4 separate regions of the Mus musculus genome follow, and regions 1, 3 and 4 are each linked to region 2. Evidence: chromatin contacts called from public Micro-C and promoter capture Hi-C data. All regions are on one chromosome and are shown on one strand. The core of a region is the stretch at or near the end of the contact, and the rest is flanking DNA. Distances in the headings are between cores, read along the strand shown.

Region 1 (6,435 bases), core at 658-3,157, 310 kb after region 2:
TTTCTTCAATGATGGCTGTGATGTGGAAGTAGAAGCAAAGTGAACCCTTTCTTCCCCAGGCTGCTTTAGGTCACAGTCTTTCTCATAGCAATAAAACCCTGAGTAGACCCATAACTGTCAAGTCCCTACACAGGCGAAGAGTTGTAGTCTGCTGATAGCATGTGCAGATGAGGAATCCAAGACACTTCTGTAGTCCTCTTAGGAGGTGTGTGCTCAGTTTCCTGACATTGGCCTACCTATTCTTGTGCGGCCACTAATCACCATGGATTTAAATACACACACCATTTGTTATTTAGTGCCAAGTCATTTGTGAAATAACCAAATACATCCCTGAATCTGACGTTAATCCTGAAGAAAAGCCACAGACTAGGAATCAAAGATAAGGTGTGAGGTAAGGTGAAATAAATGAACAGTTTCGACCATATAGTACTGCGTATGGAATGAAACATTGCTTCTGTAATTTCCTAGGTAGGAAAGCACTCTTAGTCATTTTAAACAAAATTGGTTCTCTTGAGAGTTCAACTTAATTCTCCCCTTCCCTCCCCTTTTCTCCCTTCCTCCTTTCCTCCATCTGCTTTTTACTCTCAGCCCCCCAACACAAGTTAAATTACTCAAGCTTCCATATATCTAGTTGGTATATAAATGTATCTACTGTGATAGAATTCAAGTTTGACTTTCATTTTTAAATCTATAAAATGAGCACATAGTCTGTAAATTGGTTATATTTATTTAATTGAATGCCTATTAGGTACAGATTGGGGGAAAAAATAAATATCTTTGTCTTAACCTTGTGCTATTTCTCTTAGAGGAAGTCCACAAATGAAGGGGATACCTCATTTTAAGGAAGAACATTGTGCCCCAGCATTGAATTTAGAAATGAAGAAAATACTGGATTTGCAAGCACCCATTATGAGGTATGGTATGCTGGTTAAGTTTGAGATTTTCTGACCACAAAAGACCATGTAGTTGATTAAATCATATGACAAACAAGAAAATTGTTTGCATTTCAAAATGTATAAATTAACTGTTTGATTGTATGGAATGATAACATACTAAAAGATTCAAATAAAATCATGTATGAGAAGAAAAGAGGGAGCTGTCGCTCTCTGCAGCCTCCATGTGTTTCTTGGAAGTACGAGTACACTTGAAGGAGTGTTAAGCTTTCTGATTGCAGTGTGAGTAGATGTCGTGTGACAAGGCAGTAAGAACTACTAAAGCACAGAACTCTATTCTCAATGTTTTTTTTTTTTTTCAGTTTCACTTTACTATCTTAAGTGCTTCATGGCTGGCCTTTTATTTATTACCGTCCTTCCCTCTGCATACATGATTTTTGTGAACAGTACACAGCTGTGAAAACAAATGAGGCTCAATCTTTAAGAGACTTTCCAGATACACTGTTGGTTAAAGAGCAAGGTGTATACAGTGGTAAGAATGCTTGGTCTTAAATGGTATTAGAAGTTTGTTGTCTAGAAGAGTACATAAGTTAGTGGGACAGGTTTAGGGAAAAGTTTTTTTATTAGGTACCTTTCAGACGTATTAAGCCATGGACCAGGAAGATGTAGGTAAAAGTGCTTGCTTCCAAACCTAATGAGTTACTTCCCCAGTGCCCACGTGGTAGGAATGAAGAATTGATTCCCAAGGTTGGCCTCTGCCCTTCAAACATGCACCGTGGCATGTCCAAGCACCCACACCCCAGATAAATAAATAAAAGTGTAACAATTTTAAAAACAAAAAGACTGAGCATATTACTGTAGTATGGAGCTATTGGACTATATAAAAATGTAATTCCAACATTTTAAAAGACCTCTCTGATTTATAGTTCAAACGAAGGGCATCTTTCACCATTTTGTTGTTGTTGTTAAACCACCACTCACTAGAACAAACAGCAGAGTTGACATTTGAGCCGTGAGCTGTTGTCATTCCCTTGTGTAGTCTGTGCTCTTATCCTTTAGTCTCCGAGTGGAGAAGAAAGTCTTTGTTACTTGCTTAAATGAGATTAAACTGAAACATTTTAGTTTAGTATGTTCACTGTGTTGATCAAAGGTTACTGATCACTTCAGATTTTATTTGCTCATGATAAAAGCCCTTTTTAAAGAATGCAACTTGAAGTAGCTCAGTGTGTAAGAGTGTTTGCCTCATACGCATGATACCCAAGTACAAATACTCTACCCCACATAAAAATATGTGTGGAATCACAGCCAAGCCTGTAACTCTAGTGCTGACGTGGGCAGAAGGATTGCTAGGGACTGCTGGCTGCCAGCCTAGCTCCAGTTCTGTGGAAGACCCTTTCTCAGGGGAGTGAGGTACAGTGTGATAGAGCAGTATACTCCTTGGCCGCCATATGTGTGAACATAGATGTGCATACACCACACACACGCACACGCACACGCACACAAACACACACACACACACACACACTATTAAAGTTAGAAGACTTGATGCAGAAGGAATTTTGAATGTATGTGGGCACCAAACAAGGCAGGACAATACAACTTGGTTTTATGGCTCCACCTGGTGGTAAAGCCATGTAGCACATGGAAACAGGATAGAAAGTCTTTACAAAAAGAATGTCTGGACCGGGAGGGGACTCAATAGTAGAGCATGTTTTCACCATGCTCATGGCCCAGAGTTCTAATTCTGGCACCACCAAAGGGAAGGGAGGAATTGCTTCCAAATTTTATGACATTGCTGGATAGTTTATGTGAACCTGACACAAGCTAAAGTCATCTGAGAAGGGAAAATGCTTCCATAAAAAAGGCTTGTAGACAGTCTATAAAGTGTTTTTCTTAATTAGTGATTGATGGGGTAGGGCCCAGCCTGTGTGAGTAGTGCCACCCTTGGGTTGGTTGTCCTGGGTTCTATAAGAAAGCAGGCTGAACAAGCCATAAGGAGCAAGCCAGTAAGCAGCACCCCTCCATGGCCTCTGCACGAACTCCTGCCTCCAGGTTCCTGCCCTGTTTGAATTCCTATCCTGACTTCTCTGATGATGAACAGTGATTTTGAAGTGTGAGCCAAATAAACCCTTTCCTCCTCAACTTGCTTTTTGGTCATAGTGTTTCATAGAAGCAATAGAAACTCTAACTAAGACAATGGCTTCCACCTGTATAAGAGTAGGGTTCTGCAAGTTTAGATGGTTGGCAATCTCAGTTTTCTCTCAAACATCCAAAGAAAGAATTACATTTTAAACACCATTAGCTGGTCAAATACATACTTCTTGGAAATTCCCTATCCCTATTAACACTTGTAAATAAGAGAGAAGACACTAAAAGACTATACAATCAGCTATTTTCTACTATCACAACCAATGTAATCAATTAAAATTAGGAATAATGGTTATCTTCTTGCATATAGGAGCAAAAGTACTGTCACCTTTTCTTTTTGATCAAATAAAAAGTAAAGATTATTGTTAAGTATCCATCTTTCATTATTACTTGAATATAGAGCATGTTTAAAAGATAAATATTTGTAATTATGAGTTTTAATAATTGGTTAATCAGAAATACTATTCTATTTCAAATTAGATGTGACAGAATGTGATGCATCCATGATATTCCTTATTTACCATATTAATAAAATCCTTTAGAACTCAGTCAGAAACCTAAATTGAAAAATACCCATGTTTGAGAAATGTGAGGCATGGTGGGGCATCATTTTGGGTATATGCCCAAGAGTAGTATAGCTGGGTCTTCAGGTAGATATATTTCCAATTATCTGAGGAACCTCCAGATTGATTTCCAGAGTGAATGTACCAGTTTGCAATCCCACCAGCAATGGAGGAGTGTTCCTCTTTCTCCAAATCCTCACCAACATGTATTGTTACCTGAGTTTTTTATCTTAGCTATTCTGATTGGTGCAAGGTGGAATCTCAGGGTCATTTTGATTTGCATTTCCCTGATGACTAAAGACTTTGAACATTTCTTTAAATGCTTCTCAACATTCAAGATTATGTTGTTATAAATTCTGTTTTGTTCTACACCCCATTTTTTTGATTGGTTTGTTTGGTTTCTTGGAGGTTAGCTTCTTGAGTTCTTTATATATTTTGGATATTAACCCTCTATCGGATGTGAGGTTAGTGAAGATTTTCTTTCCCAATATGTAGGTTGCCAGTTTGTCCTATTGGCCATGTCCTATGCTTTTCAAAAGAAGCTTTCCAGTTTCATGAGGTTCCACTTATCAATTCTTGATCTTAGAGCCTAAGCCATTGGAGTTCTGTTTAGGAAATTTCCCACTGTGCCAGTGTAACTTTTATATGTACTTAAAACTAAGGATGATATTCAGAACATTTTAAAAACCAGTACAGCATGAAAAGACCTAATTTGTTGGGCTTGACATTTATCCTAAAATTAATTGAGAGTGGCAATTGGGTAGCTTGGGACAAAGCCCATTTTTCAACATTTTGAAGAACTATTCATTAACGATGGACACCAGCCATTGTTCAACAAGTTGTTTACTTTTAATTGAGGTAAATAGAGTATCTTATGTAGATTCTCCTGGGGGGGGGGGCGGGAGTGACATCTGTTGCTCTCCATCATATTCCTTTTTTTAAAAAAAGATTTATTTACTTATTTTGTATATGTGTACACTGTAGCTGTCTTCAGACACACCAGAAAAGGGCATCGGATTCATTACAGTTGGTTGTGAGCCACCATGTGGTTCCTGGAAATTGAACTCAGGACTTGTAGAAGAGCAGTCCATGCTCTTAACCATTGAACCATCTCTCTATCGCCCCACCCCACCCCCCTTTTTTAATGGTTTCTCTAGAGGGTTTCTTTGTGTAACCTTGGCTGTTCTAGAACTTACTCTGTAGATCAGCCTGGCCTCAAATTCAGAGAAATTTACCTGCCTCTGCCTCCCAAGTGCTGGGATCGAAGGCATGCATCGCTACTACTTGGCTCCATCACATTATTTTGAGATGGGGTCACTCACTAAACCTGGAGCCCAGTGATTTGTTTAGCCTGGCTGGCTGGCCAGCTGACGTGGGAGCTGTGCCTATGCATGTCCCCAGCACTCCAGTGCTAGATCTCAGATACATGCTACTACACCTAGCCTTTTATGTGGGCACCAGGAACAGAATCTGACCTTTCCCTGGGAAAGAGCATTGCAGGGGGGGGGGGGGGGACAGACTGGCAACTGCACGACCCTGACCTTACTCGGGTTGTTCTTCCAAACCTGGGAGAGGCAGGAATCACCAACTGAGCTGTCTTCTCAGTCTTCATCTAGATTTTTTTTCATTTATATCACAGTTATTTTATCTGCTAATCCAACATTGGGATTGTATAATAGTCTATTTATATTGATGGACTTTTCTTTTTCTTCTGATTCATATTTTTCTGTCTGTATGTCTGGTCAGTTGTTACAGTTTTTTATTATAGAGATTATGAACTCTATTAATTTCCAGGCATATAGTCACTATGTGTGGCTGCTGAAGTTGAAAACTTTTAAGACTGGTAGAGGATGGTTCCATGGCCTCTCTGTGGTTTCAATTTATCATCTTCTGAATCGTTACACCTCTTCTTCCTCTTCCATATCTTCTTCAGTCACACCACACTGACACCCCATTTGTCTTTAATTTGTTGCCTCAATATTTGTACTTTCTAGCCTAGATTAAATTATACTAAAGTTGTAGACAGGTAGTGTTCTGTAAGGATATGATGATTGGCTCTGCTAAAGCATTTTCCTTCTGTCATTTTTGTTGTTTTGTTTTAGAAGACAGAGTCTCATTGTCTGACTCCTGACCAGCCTAGACCAGAGTGTGTACACCAGGCGGACTTGCAGAGTTTTAAGGCCTCCTGCCTTACTGATGCTCAGCCTTGCTTACAGAACTTCTCCCTCTCCTTCTCCCTCTCCCCACCCCCCCAAGCCATGTGTGTGTGTGTGCGTGCACCCACCTGCCTCTGCCTCCTGAGTGCTAGAATTAAAGGTGTGCACCACAATAGCTAGCTTGCAGAAGCAATTTTTGAAAGCCATTATATTTATACTCATTGCTTTCCCAGTATGCTGTCTTGCAAGGTAATTGACTTGAGTTGCTTGCTTCCGTCCAGTTTGCAGTCTGTGCTGGAAGATCTCCTTGTTGCAACTTCTGATGGACTTCTTCATCTTATTCATTGGGAAGGAATGACAAATGGAAGAAAAGCCATCAATCTGTCTACAGTACCATTTTCAGTAGACCTCCAGTCATCCAGAGGTAGTTATACTTTGTATATGAGATAGAACCAGTTGTTTAATATTGGGTGTATGGTAGTACTACCCAAATATGTGATACAATAGCTTATTATAACCCTACTCTATTTATGTGTTTTTCATCAGTTGGTTCATTCCTCGGCTTTGCAGATGTGCACATTAAAGATATGGAATACTGTGCCACACTTGATGGATTTGCTGTTGTGTTTAATGATGGTAAAGTTGGATTTATTACACCAGTATCCAGTAGATTTA
Region 2 (6,247 bases), core at 3,066-5,565:
ATGGCTACATGTTTTGACAGAGATGTAAAATACATACTTGGGAAAATAAGACAGCCTTTTCAGTAAATGGTACTGGGAAAAACTGGATATTGATTGTAGAGGAATGAAACTAGATACATAGCTTTCTCTTGGCACATACATATGTGCACACACACACACACACACACATCAATGAAAACTGCATCACAATTGTAGTCTCAGACCTGAAACTTTGAAATTGCTTCAGGAGAGTATGGTAATATATTTCAAGATACAGGCATGGGCAAGAACTTCCCAAAAAGGTCTCCAAAAATACAGAAAACAATCCCAAGAATTGACAAAGGGGATTACAGAAAATTAAAGGGTTTCCTTCCCAATAAAAGAAACATTTGCTAAACTGAGGAGGTAGCGTTTACAATGGGAAAAAAAAACTTAGCTAATGTATACTAGACAAGGAGCTTACATCTAGAATATATGAAGGACTGCAGAAATTAAATATCAAAAGAAATTGTTCAAGCTGGGCAGTGGTGGTGCAACCCTTTAATCCCAGCACCCAGGAGGCAAAAGCAGGGAAATCTCTATGAGTCTGAGGCCAGCCTGGTCTACAGAGTGAGTTTCAGAATGACCAGAGCAGCACAGAAAAGCCCTGTTTCAAAAAACCAGACCAAACCAAACTAAACCAACCAACCAACCAAAAACCCAAAAAAACAAAACAAAACAAAACAAAACCAGCAGCAACAAAAATCATTCACTCAAACAGTTGGCTAATAACCTGAGTAGACAACTTTCAAGAGAACAATTGCCTAGTTAATATTTGAAAAAAATGTTGAACATCCTTAACCATGAGGGAAATGCAACTTAAAATTGCTTTTGGATCCCATCTCTCCCCAGTCAGAATGACTGTCATCAGGACAACAAACAGGAACAAATACTGGTGAGGGTGCGGGGTAGGATACACTCCTACACACTGCTAATGGGACCGTAAACTCAAGAAGCCACTACAGAAATAAGTGTGAAGGCCGTGTAAGTCAGCTACACCGTTACACAACACAACTCACACACATACACACACACACACACACACACACACATGCACACCAGAAACACTTGCACATCCATATTTACTGCTGCACTGTCATTCATAATAGCTAGGGAGTAGAAACAACTGGGTGTCCATCAACAGGGAGGTGGATATTGGAAAAGTGGTGTATACACACACATGAAGCTGTGACATTTGCAGGAAAATGGGTGGAACTGAAAGTCATCCTGCGACAGAAAGTACACTGGACTCTAGAAGACAAATGCCTTTGAGTCCTCTTATCTAAGGAGCCTCCTCTCTCTCTCTCTCTCTCTCTCTCTCTCTCTCTCTGTGTGTGTGTGTGTGTGTGAAGTAGAATGTGCACAAGGGGGGAAGAACTGTTCTTGATTGCGAGGAAGGGGAAAGAAAGGGTAATAGAATATACTGACATGAGAACAGAAGGAGGTGCTATTTAAGAGGGGGAAAAGGACCAAGTAGAGGAGGGTGAGGGGGATGAGAGAGGACAGTGGGAGAAGACAATGAGTCAGAAGAAAGTGATCACACACACACACACACACACACACACGTTATAATGAAATCAATTACTTTGGATGCTATTTAAAATGAATGAGATTACAGTAAAAATGCCAGTCCCTACATCTGTCTCCTTTACAACTCAGCTTTTATCAAGGGTGGCTAAGACAGTTTCTTGGGGTGCAATTGTGACAAATGACTCAGGATTACTGACGAGATAGAGCGTGTTTTATACTTCCCAGCTTGATGGCATCTGCAAATTGCCCCTTCCATGGCTGTAACAGACATTTAATAGCTGTGCTTAAGGGCTTTAAAATACTTCCTATCCAATCTTCAAAATGTCTCTTTAAGTATGATGATGCTATTATACTCAATCCTCGTATTCTGATGAGAAGGATATATTTTTCATTACATGGATAAACAGGAAGCTTAGGAAATTGAAGTGACTGTCTTGGTAAAAGCCTTGATTGAAACCTGGGCCACCTAGCTTCTACTGCATAACTTCTTTTTTAGGACTGTCTACTTTATGTGTATAGTGTTTTGCCTGGACATATGTGTAATACATGTATGCTCAGTATCCAAGGTCAGAAGGAGGCCTGGGATTCAGTTCCAGGAGACTGAGATCCTAAATTACAGATGGTTGTGAGATACCACGTGGGTGCTGGGAACACTTGGCCATGAATTTTCCAACCTAGGCTTGCTTTGTTTATTTGAAACCAAGTCTTGCTATGTAGCCCAAGCTGGCCTGGAACTCAGAACCTTCTTGCCCCAGCCTCCTGAGTGTGGTATCACTTATGGCTGGCTTTATAGCACAACAGCCTAAGAACTATACAAAGATATAGAACACAAGGGCTGATCTCACACAGCGATACAGTCTTGTTACTGTTTGCCTATGGAAGGCAGCTCTGCTACCACAGAGAAAGGACAGAATCTTGCCTCCTGTCTCTACACCCAGTGCCACAGCAGACAACTAGCTATTGACTTTTATTTTTCCAGTCTGGCCATGCTAAACGTCCTAAATCTAAATGTCTTATCTTCCACCCCATACTTGTTTGTGCAGAGTTTCTGAAGGTCATAAAAGATTTTGTCCGATTCCTCAGAACTCTCCCTTATCTTTATTAGAGAATGCAGGAACTCTGTGAAAAGATTAACAGGTGGAACAAATCTCTAGCTTATGCCTCTACTAGGAATCGCATCTAGTGCTGGAAAGCATTCTACTACAGAGTGAAGAGAGATCAACATTCAAGACTATCATTGGCTCACTCTTACCTCACCGAGAATGATTTTCACTGTAAATGAGAATGAACAAGTTACTCAGTTTTCCTGTGTGGGTTGACAAAGGACTTAAATCCTATAAGCTTACTGTTAATCATCTATTTTTTTCTTGCCCACCTTATCTTTAGCTTTGGTGACATTTACTTAAAAGAAACCATGCATTGTGTAGTGGCCCACACCTTTGATCTCGGCATTCCCCAGGCAGGTAGGAGGATTTCTGTGAGTTCCAGGCTCACAGACTCAAAAATAAAGGAAAAAACAAAAAAAACAATAGATGTAAGATCTGAATAACAGCATCCGTCACGTATATAAGGGGACGTGGGTGTTGTGAATGCTTCATTTCGGTTGACAAACCTGGGGCTAAGAGAAAAAATAAGAAGCCCTATACAGAATGACCCCAGTTATTTCTTTGTCTTCTTATTTAGCCCCTTTCCTTTTACTGTCTTCCATTGAGGGTTCTTTCTTGGTCCTTAAAACACATTCCCTTTTCAGAATCCTTTTCATTGTTAGCTTCTTTCTTGAAACCAGATAGTTCCAGGACTGGATCGTTCTCATCCTTCACATTTCTGCTCAAATGCCACTCTAAGAGGTCTTTTCTGGTCATCTCAAAATAACATCTCCACTCACCTTTGTGTGTGTGTGTGTACCCGTTACTGGCAATCACACACAAAGAGCAGTGCAGATTTAAAGCCTCTTTTCTGGCTTCTATGAGAATAGCACATGCAGAATGGGTGCTGCCTTCGTCTCCTCTCCTGGGAGCCCTTGCCTAGCAGGGAACAAATTCTTGAATGAATGAACGTGGCTCTTTGGGACCCTATACGTCGTTTCTTCTTCCAAGCGGTCCCTTCGCAGAAGTGGTGGTTAACTGAAGTCAGGTACTTGGGTCTCAGCGCCCGGTCCACGGTGCCACGTCCCCTGGGCCGAGCGCTTAGGGCAGGGAGCCGCCTGTGGAAACGAAAGCAGGAAGGGGAAAGTCTCCGCGGAGGCAGCGGCCGCCAATCCTATCAGCTCGGACGCAGCGGGGCCTTCCCGGCCGGGCTGACTCATTCCCAGCCGTCTCCTCCGCGAGCCGAGGCCGCAAGCACGCTGCGCCAACCCGCACCCGCCCCGCTCCTCCTCCTCCTCGCGCGCTCTCGCCCGGGGGCTGCCCCGGGAATCTCCACGCGCGCCTCCGCTTCCCCGGAGCCCGCGGCCGCCTCCCCCGTCCCGGCCCAGCCCCGCAGAGCGGCCCCGCGGGCGGCGCAGGCGCAGTGGGGCGTGCCGGCCTCCGCCCCCCCGCCAACCCCCGCCGGCTTGCCCACGCCCCGCTCCGCCGCTCGGGGCCGCTTTCCCGAAGCTGCACCGCGCCGGAGCCCGCCGAGCAGGGCAGCTGAGCCGGCGTCGCGGGGCCGAGCGGAGGCGGCGTGCGGCCCCTGGAGGGCGGAGACGGGCTCGGCGCGCGGTGGGCGTGGCGTGGGCTGCAGGAAGCTGAGGCAGAGCAGAAAGGGGGCAGCAGCGGCCACCGCCGGCCTCCCGCCGCGCTGACAGGCTGGGCGGGCCCCCGCTCTGGGCGAGCTCGCGCGGCGTCGGCGCCTCGGCCGCGGCCCCGGCTCCGGAGGCGCCCGTCCGTCCCGGCGAGGGCTGCAGGCGGCTGCCGGGTCCGCCGCTGCGGGATGTGAGTGCGGGCCAAGCCCGCGCGGGAGGGCCCCCGAGGGCCCAGCCTGGCGGCCGCTCGACCCTGCGCCCGGCCCGGGGGCTCCCTAGACCTCGGCCCGCCCGACGCGTCTCGGAGGAGCGGATCCTGCGCGCCTCGGGGCGCTCCTGTGTGGCCCGACCCGTGTCGCCGGTGGGTGCAGTCCCTGGCTGCTGGATGGGGGCGGGGGGCAGCGGTTCTCCCTGCGATCCCGCCTCCTGCTTTCCCCTTAGCCCCCTGCTACTGGCAGGGAACTTCAAAGCTAGAAAACCTGCGGGTTTCCGACAGCCTAGGAAGGAGTGGCTAGCTGTTGATAAATGCATGCATCCCCTTGTGCCTTAGAACCCGACCCCCCCTCTTTCTTATTCTTCTGTACATTTTTCTAGTCATCTAAACAGCGCAGAAAAAAAAAAAGAGAGCATCTATTGGCCCTGGGTTTTTGAGTTAGTGACTTGCTGCTTCTGTTTTTAGGTTCCTGAAGCAGGCGACGGGAACAAGATGTGAACTGTTTTCCCTCCCCAGAAGAAGAGGCCCTTTTTTTCCCTCCCGCGAAGGTGGGTGTTAGCGCTCGGGGCTGCCTGGGTGCTGCAGTTAAAGACAAGGGTGTCTGAGATCTGCGAGCCAGTGCCTGCTAAGAAGGCTGGATGCTTGTGTACAACGGCAGGACTAATTGTTGCTTACTGCGAAAATGGCAGTGTTGAACTTTTCCTGTTGCTGTGGGAGAGTAATTGGGTGGTATTTATTGTGTCTCTTGGATCCTTAAAGAAGCGGTCTTTGTTGGTTTTACAGTGTGGTCTTGCAGAGGAAAACAATAAGTCGTCTCTTTCTCCCCCTTTCTCCCCAGTCTTAATTTTCAAGGAATTGAAATAACCTGTTGAGGGAACAAATTGGTTGTTTTTGCTGGGTTTCTGCTGCCACATTGAATGCTTCCTGTATTCACCTGCTTGCTTTGTTGGTTGATTGCTTTCCGGTGGTTACTAGTCTATCAGGGGAAACTCCTTTTCCCTGAATGAAAGGACCGAGCCGCTGAGTGTGTCACAGAGAGGAGGAGAAATGCGGAGAAGGGAAACAGAAGTGGGAATAAAGAAGCCGGAGGTTGCTTTTGGTTTCATAATAGGTTTGTATGAGTGAGTTGTTGGCTTACTGCAAATATTCTCATATAGTTCCCAGCGGATTTGAAAATGAATCATCAATTTCTGGTCCTCTTTCTCTATATCCTTTACCTGTTTACTGTTTACGGTTCCAGCTATTAAGATCATTTGGTTGTATGTGAGCTGGCTTGAGTGTGGGACGTCTGCAGACTGGATGTGCCCAGGACTTATCCTGAGAGTACTGAGCGGTGCTACAGGCATGAGCATTTACCTGTACAGGAGAGCTGCAGTGTGTGGAGGCTAGATAAGCACTTATGTTTATTTTGGCTTTTGTGGAGTATTGTGGAACTTGCTCTGTAGACCAGGCTAGCCTCCAACTCAGAGATTTCCCCTGCCTCTGCCTTCCAAATGCTGGGATTAAAACCACCACCCACCGGGCTTCATTTGTTTCTTTTAGTGTCTTTTCCTTTGTAATTTGAAGGTGTCTTGAGTAAGGTGTCTTGAGTGTGAAAAGTAAACATATTTTTTTTTCTCTACTTTACCCAGATAGGCTATTCTTGAAAGATGGGATCCCTTTCTGGCAAAATAGAGAAGACCATTGGCTTTGGAGTTAGATCTGAGCGTGCAGTCTTAAGTTAGGATAATGGTGTTCTTCCCATTTAACAGCAGTGTTAACTT
Region 3 (5,887 bases), core at 965-3,464, 420 kb before region 2:
CTGATGGAAATCAACCTAAAGTTTCTCTGGATAAAGTCTGAAAGACTTAGGAGTAAAAGGAAGGTGTTCACATTTATTGTGGAAAAACAGCTCTAGCACTTCTTTCTCCTTGATTTCAGGTTCTAATGGCAGGAAAGTGAATTTTATCTTCCAGGCATGGGTGTGTTGCATTCAGGGGAAATGGCTCTCAACTACCATTCCATCTGACAACATTTGTGTCCATGGAGATACAAAGGTAGAAGATAGGAAAGATACATAGATTAGATGGGGAGAGAGCACACACACATGCATTAGGGGACTTCAACTTTGCAGGGTATTGCGTGTCCCCACCATTTCTTTGTTGGTTTAGGCTGAGAAATCCCAATGAAGTATGAGACGTCAGCCATAGCAACGGTGAATTTAGGAGTTTACTCCCCTGCTCTCATAAAATGGATGTTGAGCATAGCTCATTAAGGCCTCAAGTGTCATCTGCAAGTGGAGAGGATGAACCCTTAAGGAAACCCACCCCCAAAAAAACCCCAAAAAACTTTGAGTCAAGCAAACCAGTGACTGGAGCAACTTCTCATTAGAGCTCTGGGTGCCTCCCCCCGCCCTCAACATTCCCATATAGGAGGAATTAGTTCAATGACCAGACACGGAGGTGGGCTTCTCACTTCAATCCCTCCTCCTCCTCTGTCCTGTAGAGTGAATCTTTTTCTTTCTTTCTTTCTTTTTTTTAGAAAGCTTTCTTTCTTTCTTTCTTTCTTTCTTTCTTTCTTTCTTTCTTTCTTTCTTTCTTTCTTTCTTTCTTTCTTTCTTATGAGTACTCTGCTGCTGTCTTCAGACACACCAGAAGAGGGCATTGGATCTCATTACAGATGGTTGTGAGTCACCATGTGGTTGCTGGGAATTGAACTCAGGACCTCTGGAAGAGCAGTCAGTGCTCTTACCCGCTGAGCCATCTCTCCAGTCTTTTCCTTGATAGTTTGCCCTCTTCGGGAATTTTTATTCCCAGCTCTTCCCCCAAGAAACCAGTAATCTCGAGGGAGTTTCCTCTCTCCTGATTTTTTTCTTTTTTTCTTTTGAGAATTTAACACCTGGAAAGGAGGTGAGATCATTCATAGTATAGTGTGCATGGTTAATAATGCTTAATCCATTGTCTTTTGAAGGGTTTTTAAAAATCACTCTGAACCAAAAGAATGAGGCTTTAATTGGGGGATTCTAGTGGTCGAGTAATCTGGTCAAGGAGAGTCCCCTGACAGCCAACTAAAGAGTAAACCCCAGAATGCAAAAAGGGCACAGGGCTCACTTAGTTAGTGATATGCTAAGGAGATAAGAGTCTGTTTAAAACCTGGCGTGGTGGCACACGCCTTTAATCCCAGCACTCAGGAGGCAGAGGAAGGCGGATTTCTGAGTTCGAGGCCAGGCTGGTCTACAAAGTGAGCTCCAGGATAGCCAGGGCTATACAGAGAAATCCTGTCTCAAAAAACCAAAAAAAAAAAAAAAAAAAAAAAAAAAAAAGGAGTCTGCTTAAGTAAGAGTAAAACCAGAATAAGAAATTCAGGTAGCAAAGTGTGTGACCACACTAACCCAGATTCTCCCAACTACACCCTGTAAGGTATTTGGCCTTGGGGATAGAATAGGCCCGCCCACCTTCCCACACCAGCAGGCCTTAATTACCCAGTAATGGCCACAAGGCGAGTCCCTAGGGGTGCATTTGTTAAGTTGTGCAAGAGATGACCACGCCCACGCGCAAGGTGTACAACCAAGCCTTGGTCCGGGCAGATCCTGTCTGACCCTCGAGTCAGAGAATAATCCCGCAGGGAATATCAGAGAATTAAATAGTCCCGCAGGTAATATCAGAGATCACGTGGGGAAAAAAAACCCCAAAGCTGCTGACAGTGCGTCACCCCAAAGCTGCTCTGACAGTGTGTCCCTTCTTGTGGCTCTGAAGCCTGAGGCCCAAGGCAGAAACGCGTCCCATATCAAATCCCTTCGCACTGGGCTAGGGCTGTGCGTCCCCAAGGAGACTGGTGAGGATCGTAGTGGGTCAGAAGCTCCTCGGTGGGACACCTCCACCGGGAGCCCAAGGGGACTTGATCGCCCCACGCGCACCATCCCGCCGGGACGCTCCGCCCTCCGTCTCGCTGGTTGGCCCGGTCGCTGCAGCGAGCGGCGGCGGGAGGAGCCAGGCGCGCCCGCCACGCAAAACCACCGTGCTCGGTCCCCAGCGGCAGTGGCAGCGCTGACAGCGGCCGGTGCGCGTTGTCTCCACTGTGCCCTGCATCCCGCATCTCGCATCGGCCAGGCTACCCGACTCATCGCAAACGTCAGTGCTCACCATGGGGAAGCCCACGAGCTCGGGATGTGACTGGCGCCGCTTCCTACGGAATCACTGGCTGCTGCTCTCCACCGTGGCCGCCGTGGTACTAGGTGAGTCGCGCGCGGGGGCACCAGGCGCGTGCCCGAGGCCAGGCCGCGTGCGGGACCGGGTGGGCTCGGCGTGGCACGCGCTGCCCGCATTCCCCGGTACTGGGCCCCCAAGCTCCAGATCAACCAGAGCGCTTTGGTGTCACCCGGGGGAAACAATGTTCTTAACCCCCTCCCTCCCCCATACTGGTGCTCCACGGGCTGCTGTCTCTGCTTTCTCCAAAATGATCAGAGGGCGCGTGAAAGGTGGGCAGGGGTCCTTTGAAAACAAGCGGGGTTAAATGGGGTTTAATTTGATCTTCATCCTTAACTGTTCCCACCACTTGCACACACCACCATCACCACCACCACCATCACCTTCGTGCCCAACCGCGACTGTATGAATTACTGTTCTCTGTCAGATTTAAAGAGACATCTGAGCCCGCGGAATGGTGGAGACCTTGGGAATGTTGGAGCAGAGGGTAGATACCTTCTTAGAGGGTACCTCTCCAGTCAGATTCATGCCTCATTTCTGAGCCAGCAGTTGTGGTTCACTGAGGCCACAGGGAACCAGCGCTGAGAGAACCCAACCCCCTTCTTCCTCCTGGGCAAGCTGCTCACCACGTTTTTCTATCGAAAATAATATAAGCTGCTTTTATTTGTTTTCACACTTGGGTGTATTTAAGTGGCCCATGCCTGACATACCGCTGAGCCAGGACTAGGTGGATGTCCGGGCCATTGCTCAGAGATTTGAGTTACTTGTGTTTAGAATCTCATTTTCTGGCCAGGTTGTCTGTATAACCTAAACTTGGCAATGTGCTGTAGGGTGGGAACCCTGTGGGTCTTCACACCCCAGGTGGGGCCATCCAGCAGGTAAGGACAGGTGCACCTTGAGAGAAAGTGGATTCCTAGCCAGGCTCCACCCTCTATCTGGAAGTTACAGCTGCCTCTGCTGGAAAGGGGACGATGGGGCAGCCCCTTCTCCCTGGGCACTGCACCTTGCTCCTGAGTCTGGGAATGCTTGGTGTTGCCTGCTCCTGTCCAAGGTCTTCCCCGCCAAAAATAAAATGCCTTTGGAAGTTAATGGAATCCTTGGGGTCACATGGGTTCCTCCAGAACCTTATGCAAAGGGAAGTCAGGCTTCCAGTAAATAAATAACATCCTGAATCGCATTAACAGAGGATGTTGGTGGGAGGAGAGGAGTGCAAAAGAACCCACTAGTGTCCACTTTCCCAGTGCCAAGTGGTTTAGGGCGTTTTGGGGAAAGGTTTATCACTACATTTAAAGAACAGCTCCTACCAAGGGACTGAATGGATCAGAAGACATAGCCTTGCTTGTTTTCCCAATGATGAAGACAGAATTTATTTTTAAATCTGTTTTGAAAGCCTTGGAGGTGAGCAAAGCTTGTGGCTCCTTCCCAGTTCTGTGTGTCTGAAGCCCTGGGCACTGCAGAGATCCCACTAGGTCACCAAGTGCTTGCCACCAGCAGTTGGCATGAGTGTGGGTGCCCCACAGTTCACATACCAGTTCACTAGAGCCTGCTCCAGAAAGGAAGCCTACCGGTTAGTTGCTCATTGGCCTTTGGACCAGTTGAATAAGCAAAGTCCTCAGGCCAAGAAAGGGTTTGTTTCCTCTTATTTTGCAGGCATGACCTGTGGTCTCGAGTGGACCTGGTTTTAGTGTAGGTGAACCACAGGAACTTGATTCTGGAATTTAGTTTTGAGCCCATAAATTCGCCATGTAAAATTGCAAGTGCCCTGCTGAGGTCTTACAGGCAGTCAGTCCCTTGCTCTTCTCCACTCTGGTATGAGAAACCTCCTGCTTAGAATACCATCGGGGTGCTCGAGCAGACACTTGCTGGGGTCCTCCTCCCTGCTACTCCGAGAACCTTTGCTCTGAATGAAAACTCGAACCTCCCATTGCTCAGACGACACTGGCCGGCCTGGTTAACAAGCAATGGGATCCAAACCCCTGGTCCTAGGTATCTGTTAGCCCTTACTGCGTTACGATGGTCAGCTGTTCTGCAGCTGCCAGAACTGAGCAAGCAAAATTACCAGAGCTCTCACAAAGCCTTCTTTTGGGAGGGTTTTTTTTTTTTGCATGTAGACATTAAAAAAGAAACAAAACAAAACAAAACAAAAATGTTAAACGCTGTTAGTTCCTTAGTGAAATCTTCTGAGTATATGAGTATATCTATGGAAATATTTGGCCCCCAAGATAAGTCAGCAGCTATGACTCTGCAAAATATTTTGGTCAGTGAAACTAAGAGCAAAGTCCCCCTGCCACACACAGACACAGACACACAGACACAAACAGAGAGAGAGAGAGAGAGAGAGAGAGAGAGAGGGTGGTACAAGCCAAGCCTGTATGTAGAAGCAGGAAGATCAAGAGTTCAAGGTCAGCCTCAACTACATAGTGAGTTTGAGACTAGTCTGAGCTATATGAGACGGTTTCAGAAAATGTGTGTGTATGTTTTGCTTAAAGCCTCTGAGTTTCTGAGATACAGCTTGTGAGGGAAAGTACAATTAAAGATCACTTTCATTAGATGTGTGCCGTTAACTTGGATTTTAATGGCCAAGGAGAGATGCGTTGAGATAAATGTTTGACAAATCCTTATTTGCCAGATTGGAATTAAGTAGATGACTGTTTTTGATAATTTCTGTGAAACCCTACAAAATTCTGAAAATAATATTTTTGCCTGAGAGGATCGTTTTAATTGAGTTCACCGTAACTCTTAAAAACATTCCTGGACCCCATAGTGCAGGAGAATAAGCACAGAGCCTAGTCAGGAGCCCTGGACTTGAGTCTGGGTGCTGCTATCTAGATAGGAACATTGCTTAGTCTCAGGGGCCTTCAGCTCCTTCTTAAAAAACTGAGGACATTTGTGACCAGAGTTGATTTAAGATAACGTGGAAATACCCAGTTTGTGGCTGGCATACAATAGGCATCCAGCAAATGCTACATTGGAGAAAATACGAACTTAAATAGGAGAGAATAAATATTTTCTTTAGGAGTGGAGTCTCTTCTCTGCCTGCTGTCCGTGGTAACCCAAGGGTTTCGATGGCATGCTTCATTATCAAGGTCAATACCAGTCTCTGTAATATTTTCCACTTTAGAAGAGAGAGCAGGAGGAGCTGATGACTTTGTTTTAGATCCCGGGCTGGTTCTCAACTCGCAGACAGTCAGCAGGAAGAAATGCTGTGTTCCTAGTGGGAATGATGTCCAAGCAGAATTCCTATGTGTGAGAATTGAGCTATAAACATGGAGTAGGTTATGATGTCGGGGAGAGGCTTGTGGATTCCTCGTCGTACTCGCAGCAGGAAGCATCATTCCTCCTCCAGGCTATGTGTGGAGAGATCTACAATGCCCAGATTGGGGACTCAGAAAAGGCCACAGATATGGCTCGTATCATGGGGAGCTGTCAAACTTGTTCACTGCAGAGCAGTTCCTATGAAGCTCTGAGGAAGTGATCCTGTGTTGTTCAGACTCTGAGTTAGTT
Region 4 (6,267 bases), core at 3,112-5,611, 340 kb before region 2:
TACACGCATCTGCTAGTGAGTCTCGTGTAGCCAGCCTCTTTTAGGGCAATCCGTAGATTCCTAAGTGAAGCACTCTGGGAGCACAGGAATAATGAAGAAGTTGGAGACAGTCCTAAAGTGCAAGTTTCTCCTTGTTGCAACTCTGACCTCCCTCTTAGGTAGTAGATGCCATTCCAGAGCTCGGTCCAGAGGACGTGGTGGGGTGGCCTGTGAGGAGAGCTATAATGAGGTATCATGGTTGGGGACAAATGTGTCCTTGAAGGGAGAGTCGGCTCAGCCAGGGAAGGTATGGGACATTTCTGTAGAAGGTGGCAGAGATGATCAGTGCACGAAGTGCAGGAATGCATTGCAGGGACAGAGCAGATGACGTGACGCTCAGCGAGCTTGGGAATCTAAATTTATCTTCAGAATTTGCTAATAACTCTGACAAGGTGTTTCTTCTGCTAAGCAAGCCTTGACATCCCCATCGGTGGAATGGGGACATCTGTTCGCTGTCAGACGCCCCTGTCTCACTGGGTCTTTGTGAAAGTTTAAAGATGTCGTGATTTTTAAAGCTGACTAAAAAGCAGGATCGGTGTGCAGACGTGGTATTGAGATTTTCTTCCTCTTGTTTGCAGGCTTGCAATCCACTCCCTCATAGTTCTGCCCCTGCTCTATTTCATAGTTGTGCGGAAGAACCCTTTCCGCTTTGCCTTGGGTATGGCGCAGGCTCTCCTGACAGCTCTCATGATCTCGTCCAGGTAACCAGGAGGAGAAGTGTTTGGGAGAAGCCGCCAGATAGTGCTCTGATAGCTTTTGGTGAAGATGACTGCAGCTTCTAGTTTTGATAGGCACCTTTGAGAGATGGTGCCTAAACTTTCTGTCTATCTTCTTGAATGTATTGTATTTCTCTACCGTTCCAAGTACTTCTTATACTCTCCATGTGGCCTGATACCCAGGAAAGATTCTGACGGGGGGGGGGGGGGAGCGGGGGGGGGGGCGGGCAGTGGTAGGCACAGCACCTCCTGTTTTTTGGTCTGGCCAAAAGTACCAGCATATGGACTGGGGAGGACCCAGGTTCAATTCCCAGCACCCACATAATGGCTCATGATTGCCTGTAACTCCAGTTCCTGGAAATCTAACACCCTCTTTGGGCCTCTGAGGGCACCAAGCATAAGGATATATATTCAGCAAAACATAAATACCATACACATAAAATAAAATTAGAATAAATTATTTTCTTAATTACCAGCATGCTTTGGGGCCCTTTTTTCACCTTTTAGGAAATGAGGATCTTTTGGGGGTGGAAACTGAGGCCTGGCCTTCTTAGACCTAAAGTCTTTTCTCTTGATCCCACAGTTCGGCAACCCTGCCAGTTACATTCCGCTGTGCGGAAGAAAAGAACCAGGTAGACAAGAGGATCACGAGATTTGTGCTGCCTGTTGGTGCCACCATCAACATGGACGGCACTGCGCTCTACGAAGCTGTGGCAGCCGTGTTTATTGCGCAACTGAATGGCTTGGACCTAAGCATTGGGCAGATCGTCACCATCAGGTGAGGTACAATGGCGCTCTCACTACATCACTGCTTGGACTGCCTCCAGCAAACACGGTCCGTGGAGAGAAACCGAGAAGGGCCCAGAAATGGTTCTGCTGGTCTATAAGTCCCTTGCCCAAGACGTGGTGGGGTAGATTCATGGCGCATGCAATTCCTGCTTCAGGAGATGGATTGCTGAAGCAGCTCTCTGTTCAGTTCACTGTGGCCAACAGGTGCCAGACAGTTGACACACCAAAGATTCAAGGTTGAATCTAGCACCAGTTCTTGCTCAAACGGGAGTTCCTGGTGGACAAGGGTTAGATACCCAAATAAATGCTGGGTTTGTGATAGGACTCTCACAGAAAATTGATGGGGAATCATGGGGGCCCCAACGAGAGAAGGATCAAACATACCTGGGAAGAGGAAAGGAGGATTCCTAGAGGAGAAAACAGTATGGATAAAGCTTAGATGAATGGGAATAGCAAGAAAAGACAAAGGATAAGTGCTCAGAACAGCAGAAATATCTCAGAACCCAGCAAGAGTCCAGATTATTATCATATGATAAACAGATTTTCATTTTAAAGATAATTAGCAGTATGGTGGGAGGCTTGGATGGGAGCAGGGACCACAAACTAGAAGATCAGTAAGTCCTCAAATGGCCTAGATCAAGACCTACACTGGGCATACCTCAGAGTTAGTGAATCAGAGAGCCAGTGTCTGGATTTAAGAGAATGCTTATAAGGTCCTGGTGCCTACACAGTGAGTCCGCAGTAAATGCAAGGAATGGGTGACATTATTTGGGAAGAGTTTGTAGAGAAGAGGGAACTGAGGAAGAAACCTCATAAAATCCTATTAGAGGTAGATGAAGGGGAAAAGGGTGGAGGGAGAAACCAGGTGGGAGGAAAACAGGGCCATCGAGGAAACCTGGGGTCAAGAGGTTTGCTTTCAAAGATTAAAATGCCCCATGTCTGATGCCAAGAAAAGTTCAAGTCAAATGAAGCCTGAACATTGATTAAGGAGGTAGGAGAAATGACATTGGTGGTGAGTTCCATTGGAGTTGTGTCCTAGGGCAGCGTTACTAGCCAGTAGCCCCGTGTGGCCCATGGCTGGCTGAACTGGGTAGCACGGCTATGGAACAGACTCATGGCTACAGACAGCTCTGCTGGAACGCACTGTGTGACAGACTGGGATGCCTGTTGATCTCAGCACCATAGTTCAGGTTCAAGGGTCAGTTTCAGATGAACCTGGGTGAGCTTCATTTATGTTTCACGTACACGTTATGCTATAGTCGCCGTGATTTCATGAAGTATGTGTAGTGCTTAGATTTTAACTATGATCTGTCGTGTGAGATCAGCTGTGGGATTTTCCGTCCATAGTGTCACATTAGTCTTAGATTTTGGAGAACTTGGGATGTTGGACTTTCAAATAGTCAGGTTAACTGGGGATGCAGGAACAGAGTTCTCCTCTTGGCTGATTACAGAGTAAAAAGAAAAAGCAAGCTTGCAGCGCTCAGCCTGGTTTTATTGAAAGCACACAAAAGTACACAGGGAAACAGACTCCTCCAGTTGGAAAGAGGATCCAGGATCCGGAATCTGGGTTTTTCTGGCAGAGCCAAAACTTTCATATGATGGTGAGATGAGTTCTCTTTATCAGAGTTGATTGGTTTGGGCTGTTGCAATGGTTTGGGGAACTCAGAAAGTTGATTGGTTCCCATCATTAGAGTCCCCTCTCCCTTATTTGATAATCAACGCCAGGCAGTTTCCTCTGGCAGGAAAAACATCAAGGCTTTACCCCAAAGAGGAAGAAGGAAGCCAGCCATCTTAAATGTTTATGGGAAAGTAGAGCGTGTTTTCCCTGGCTGCCTACTTACCTGAGAGCTGTCAGACTCCTGGTCCCTCAGGATTCTCAGACAGTGTTGCTCCCATGGTGGCTGCTGTACTCAGAGCAGCGTGTGTTTTGATCCTGGCAGAACAGCAGAAGTGTCGTGTTCTGAGTTTGCTGCACAGGTACTATCCTGGCTTTTCAGGGTTTTGTCTACACAAACGCTGTCCAGACATCTAACCCCTCAAATGCAGGCGAGGAGTTGAGATCCGGAGAAGTGCCTTGCTGAAGAATCGCCAGAACCAGGAATGTAAGCCAGATGTGTTGTCTAACTTCATGCTACCCCACAGCCCGCCCTCCAGTCCTGCTAAGCCTGGGCGCTAGGGCAGACCCTTGTTTCTTGGAAGCTGAAGGCTCGGCTGTGCTGAGGCAGGATGTGTTTGAACAATGAATAGGTTTTCATCCATTTCCCCTTACCTGAAGACAGAATGTTCTCAATGTCACCAAAGCCAACTAAATGACAGAAGCTTTGTGAGCAAGTCCAAGGCTCAAGAGCAGAGTCGTCTCTGACTGACTGAATTCTGAAGCCCAGCCTCACGCTGGTAAGGACATGGCTAACCACGTGTTGAGGCTTTCAAGGGGATCAATGAGCCTGGGCACAAATCTCTTCTGATAAAGAAAAACCCTTGATACATTGTTTAATTTTTTTTTCAACCATCATTGAAATAAAGTTGGATTTTTTTTTTTCAAAAAGGATTTAGGAAGGATAGCCCCCCTGGATTATATAAGCCTAAAACTTTCAGAAATGTTGATACAACCCCAGAACAAAGTCACTGTAAACTGGTAGCCATAGCCTCTACAGGAAAACATACTAGGCAAAGCAGCTGCCCGGCTGTTGACCTGTAAGACAGCCCTGGGCAGATGAATGGGCAGCAGAGCCTCTTTGAGAATCCAGAGGCCTCTGGGACCCACAGGAATACGCATCTGTGGCTAGATCTGGGCTTTGTCTAGTTTACATCAGCAGTTTCTGCACCTTTGCCTTTCAGCCCACCCGCATCTGGAAATGATACTTTATACCCTGAGGGTGAGGCCACAGCTCCAAAAAGCACTGTGGGTGGCCTTGCCTGCTCTCCCCATTCAGTGGGTTTTCAGGACACGGTGAGCCTTGATTTCTCCAGAATGGCCCAATTAAAATAAACACACTGCTGGTGAGAAACTGGACAATACCAGGAGAAATGCCCCTATGCCCTATACTGTGAATTCAGGAGGGATCTTGTCAAAAACATGGTAATGAAGTTCACCTGGAACTACCTAAGATTCCAAGTCGCTCTTCCTTTTATACAAAGGACATCTGCTGGCCTGAAGGAGCAGTCAGGAATGCTTGTACCTTGGACAGTGTCACAATTTCTCAATTCGGTGCCTTTAAGGGATGTTCTTAGAGAAGACAAGAGTCTTGTGATGGCCAGGCATTATGTAAAGCCTACATAACCACTACGTTATCCCTCTGCCTTCGCCTCAGACATCCTTGCCAATCCACTCTACCGCCCCCTCTGCTCCCCTTCCCGAGACAACTGAAATTCCTGGCACATGCTAGGTGCTCTGTAAACGACTGAACAGCTGAGACTGGAGGAGGAAGGAGGCAAGGGTGGGTAGGTAAAGCCTTTTATGAAAATACTTGTATAAAAAAAATTGATAAATCCCCGCCCTCCCTCTACGTAACTGCCTCCGTTTTGTGGATTGTTGCTGTTCAGTACTTGTTAGCTTTAGAGTGACCTGCCACATGCTCTCCTCCTGCTGTGACATCCTGCTCCTCTTAAGCCCCTACAGTTCTGGGGTGTGCACTTGTACAGGTGTGTGTGTGTGTGTGTGTGTGTGTGTGTGTATGTGTGTGTGTGTGTATGTGTGTATTGGATGGTTGGGCAGATCACACACATACACACACACACACACACACACACGACAAAACTGGTTATTTAGCAAATGGGCTCTAAGTGTAAAGAACGGGACCATAACTGTAACAGCAGCCATGGAGCCTGTGTCATACCTGAGGCCTGAGAAATGGATGTCTAACCCTTGCCTGCCATTGTGTCTTGGCTCTAGCATTACAGCCACCGCTGCCAGCATTGGAGCTGCTGGGGTGCCCCAGGCTGGCCTGGTGACCATGGTGATCGTGCTGAGTGCTGTGGGGCTGCCTGCCGAGGACGTCACCCTGATCATTGCTGTTGACTGGCTCCTGTGAGTTGGGACAAAGGCCCCTGCCTGGGTTGGTTGGGCAGGTAGCTTCCCAGCCATGCAGACTCTCTCTGCTGGGCTGGGCCTTCTGCCCCGCATTGTCTGTTACTGCTTTCATTTCCTTCTGGCAAAGCTGCCTGATAACATGCTTAAAATGAACTCTTCATAACTTCAGCAGGGGTTCTCAAAAGCCAGTAAGCTCCACCAGTCTGGTATCCCTGGTGACACTTAAGGTTAGGGGCTGGGTGGGGGACAAGATTAAACATGAGACAGTGGAGTGAAGGAGCAGGATAAGTCTATCCCTACACATCCCAGTCCCGAGTTAGCTTCATTATTAGCAGGACCGCCTGCTTCAACATCAGTGCATCTTTCCAAGCATCTTTGGCATCCTCTGGGCTGGTGATGAGAGCAAAGGTTTTAGCACGTGCCTGTGTCTAAATCCTCATCTGATATCTTAGTAGATTTAGGATCCTGTGGATGCTCCTTAACTTCTCTGAGGCCCAATTGCATTATTTATGAGATGGAAAAAACCATGCCTAACCGCAGTAGCTTGTTAGGGACCAAATGGGCTCATATGAGGCATTTGAAGTGAGGCTGGCAGTCGGTACATGGCTCAACAGAAGGCAAGTTCTAGTGTTATGATGGCAGTGAGTCAATCCGACCTCTCAGCCCCAGACCGTTTTCTTCTATCTTACACAG

What was found. Promoter capture Hi-C pulls out the DNA fragments that hold promoters and counts their contacts. A called contact is a pair of places that touch in the nucleus more often than the background predicts.
Region 1: a contact with region 2 is called in a promoter capture Hi-C map of the C10 cell line, with 2.6 times the contacts expected there. A contact is called at or near these places in 7 of 39 promoter capture datasets (the C10 cell line, the HPC-7 cell line, liver and 1 more), 3 of 130 datasets of targeted methods (the 230-238 cell line, bone marrow-derived macrophages and large pre-B cells) and 1 of 9 other capture datasets (adipose tissue).
Region 3: a Micro-C map of embryonic stem cells shows a contact between it and region 2, with 5 times the contacts expected there. A contact is called at or near these places in 3 of 39 promoter capture datasets (the 3T3-L1 cell line, embryonic stem cells and hippocampal neurons), 2 of 484 Hi-C or Micro-C datasets (cerebellum and embryonic stem cells) and 4 of 130 datasets of targeted methods (embryonic forebrain, embryonic stem cells, forebrain and 1 more).
Region 4: a promoter capture Hi-C map of hippocampal neurons shows a contact between it and region 2, with 2.3 times the contacts expected there. A contact is called at or near these places in 2 of 39 promoter capture datasets (embryonic stem cells and hippocampal neurons), 3 of 484 Hi-C or Micro-C datasets (cerebral cortex and cortical neurons), 1 of 130 datasets of targeted methods (embryonic forebrain) and 3 of 9 other capture datasets (adipose tissue, embryonic stem cells and pancreatic islet).

The regions. Positions count from the first base shown.
Region 1 is chr19:29,561,179-29,567,613 of GRCm38.p6, forward strand. It overlaps Ric1 (RAB6A GEF complex partner 1), which reads left to right. Exons shown (of 26, transcript NM_001081319.1): 4 at 807-914; 5 at 6,042-6,184; 6 at 6,307-6,435. Among named protein-coding and RNA genes, the nearest start is that of Ric1, 42 kb to the left of the region's middle.
Region 2 is chr19:29,247,488-29,253,734 of GRCm38.p6, forward strand. Jak2 (Janus kinase 2) reads left to right here and starts at 4,316. Exons shown (of 25, transcript NM_008413.4): 1 at 4,316-4,631; 2 at 4,950-5,032.
Region 3 is chr19:28,832,921-28,838,807 of GRCm38.p6, forward strand. Slc1a1 (solute carrier family 1 (neuronal/epithelial high affinity glutamate transporter, system Xag), member 1) reads left to right here and starts at 2,215. Exons shown (of 12, transcript NM_009199.3): 1 at 2,215-2,412. The coding sequence starts at 2,322. The region is part of intron 2 of Gm52404 (a long non-coding RNA gene); the gene reads right to left.
Region 4 is chr19:28,903,995-28,910,261 of GRCm38.p6, forward strand. It overlaps Slc1a1 (solute carrier family 1 (neuronal/epithelial high affinity glutamate transporter, system Xag), member 1), which reads left to right. Exons shown (of 12, transcript NM_009199.3): 9 at 618-740; 10 at 1,339-1,533; 11 at 5,437-5,571. Among named protein-coding and RNA genes, the nearest start is that of Plpp6, 57 kb to the right of the region's middle.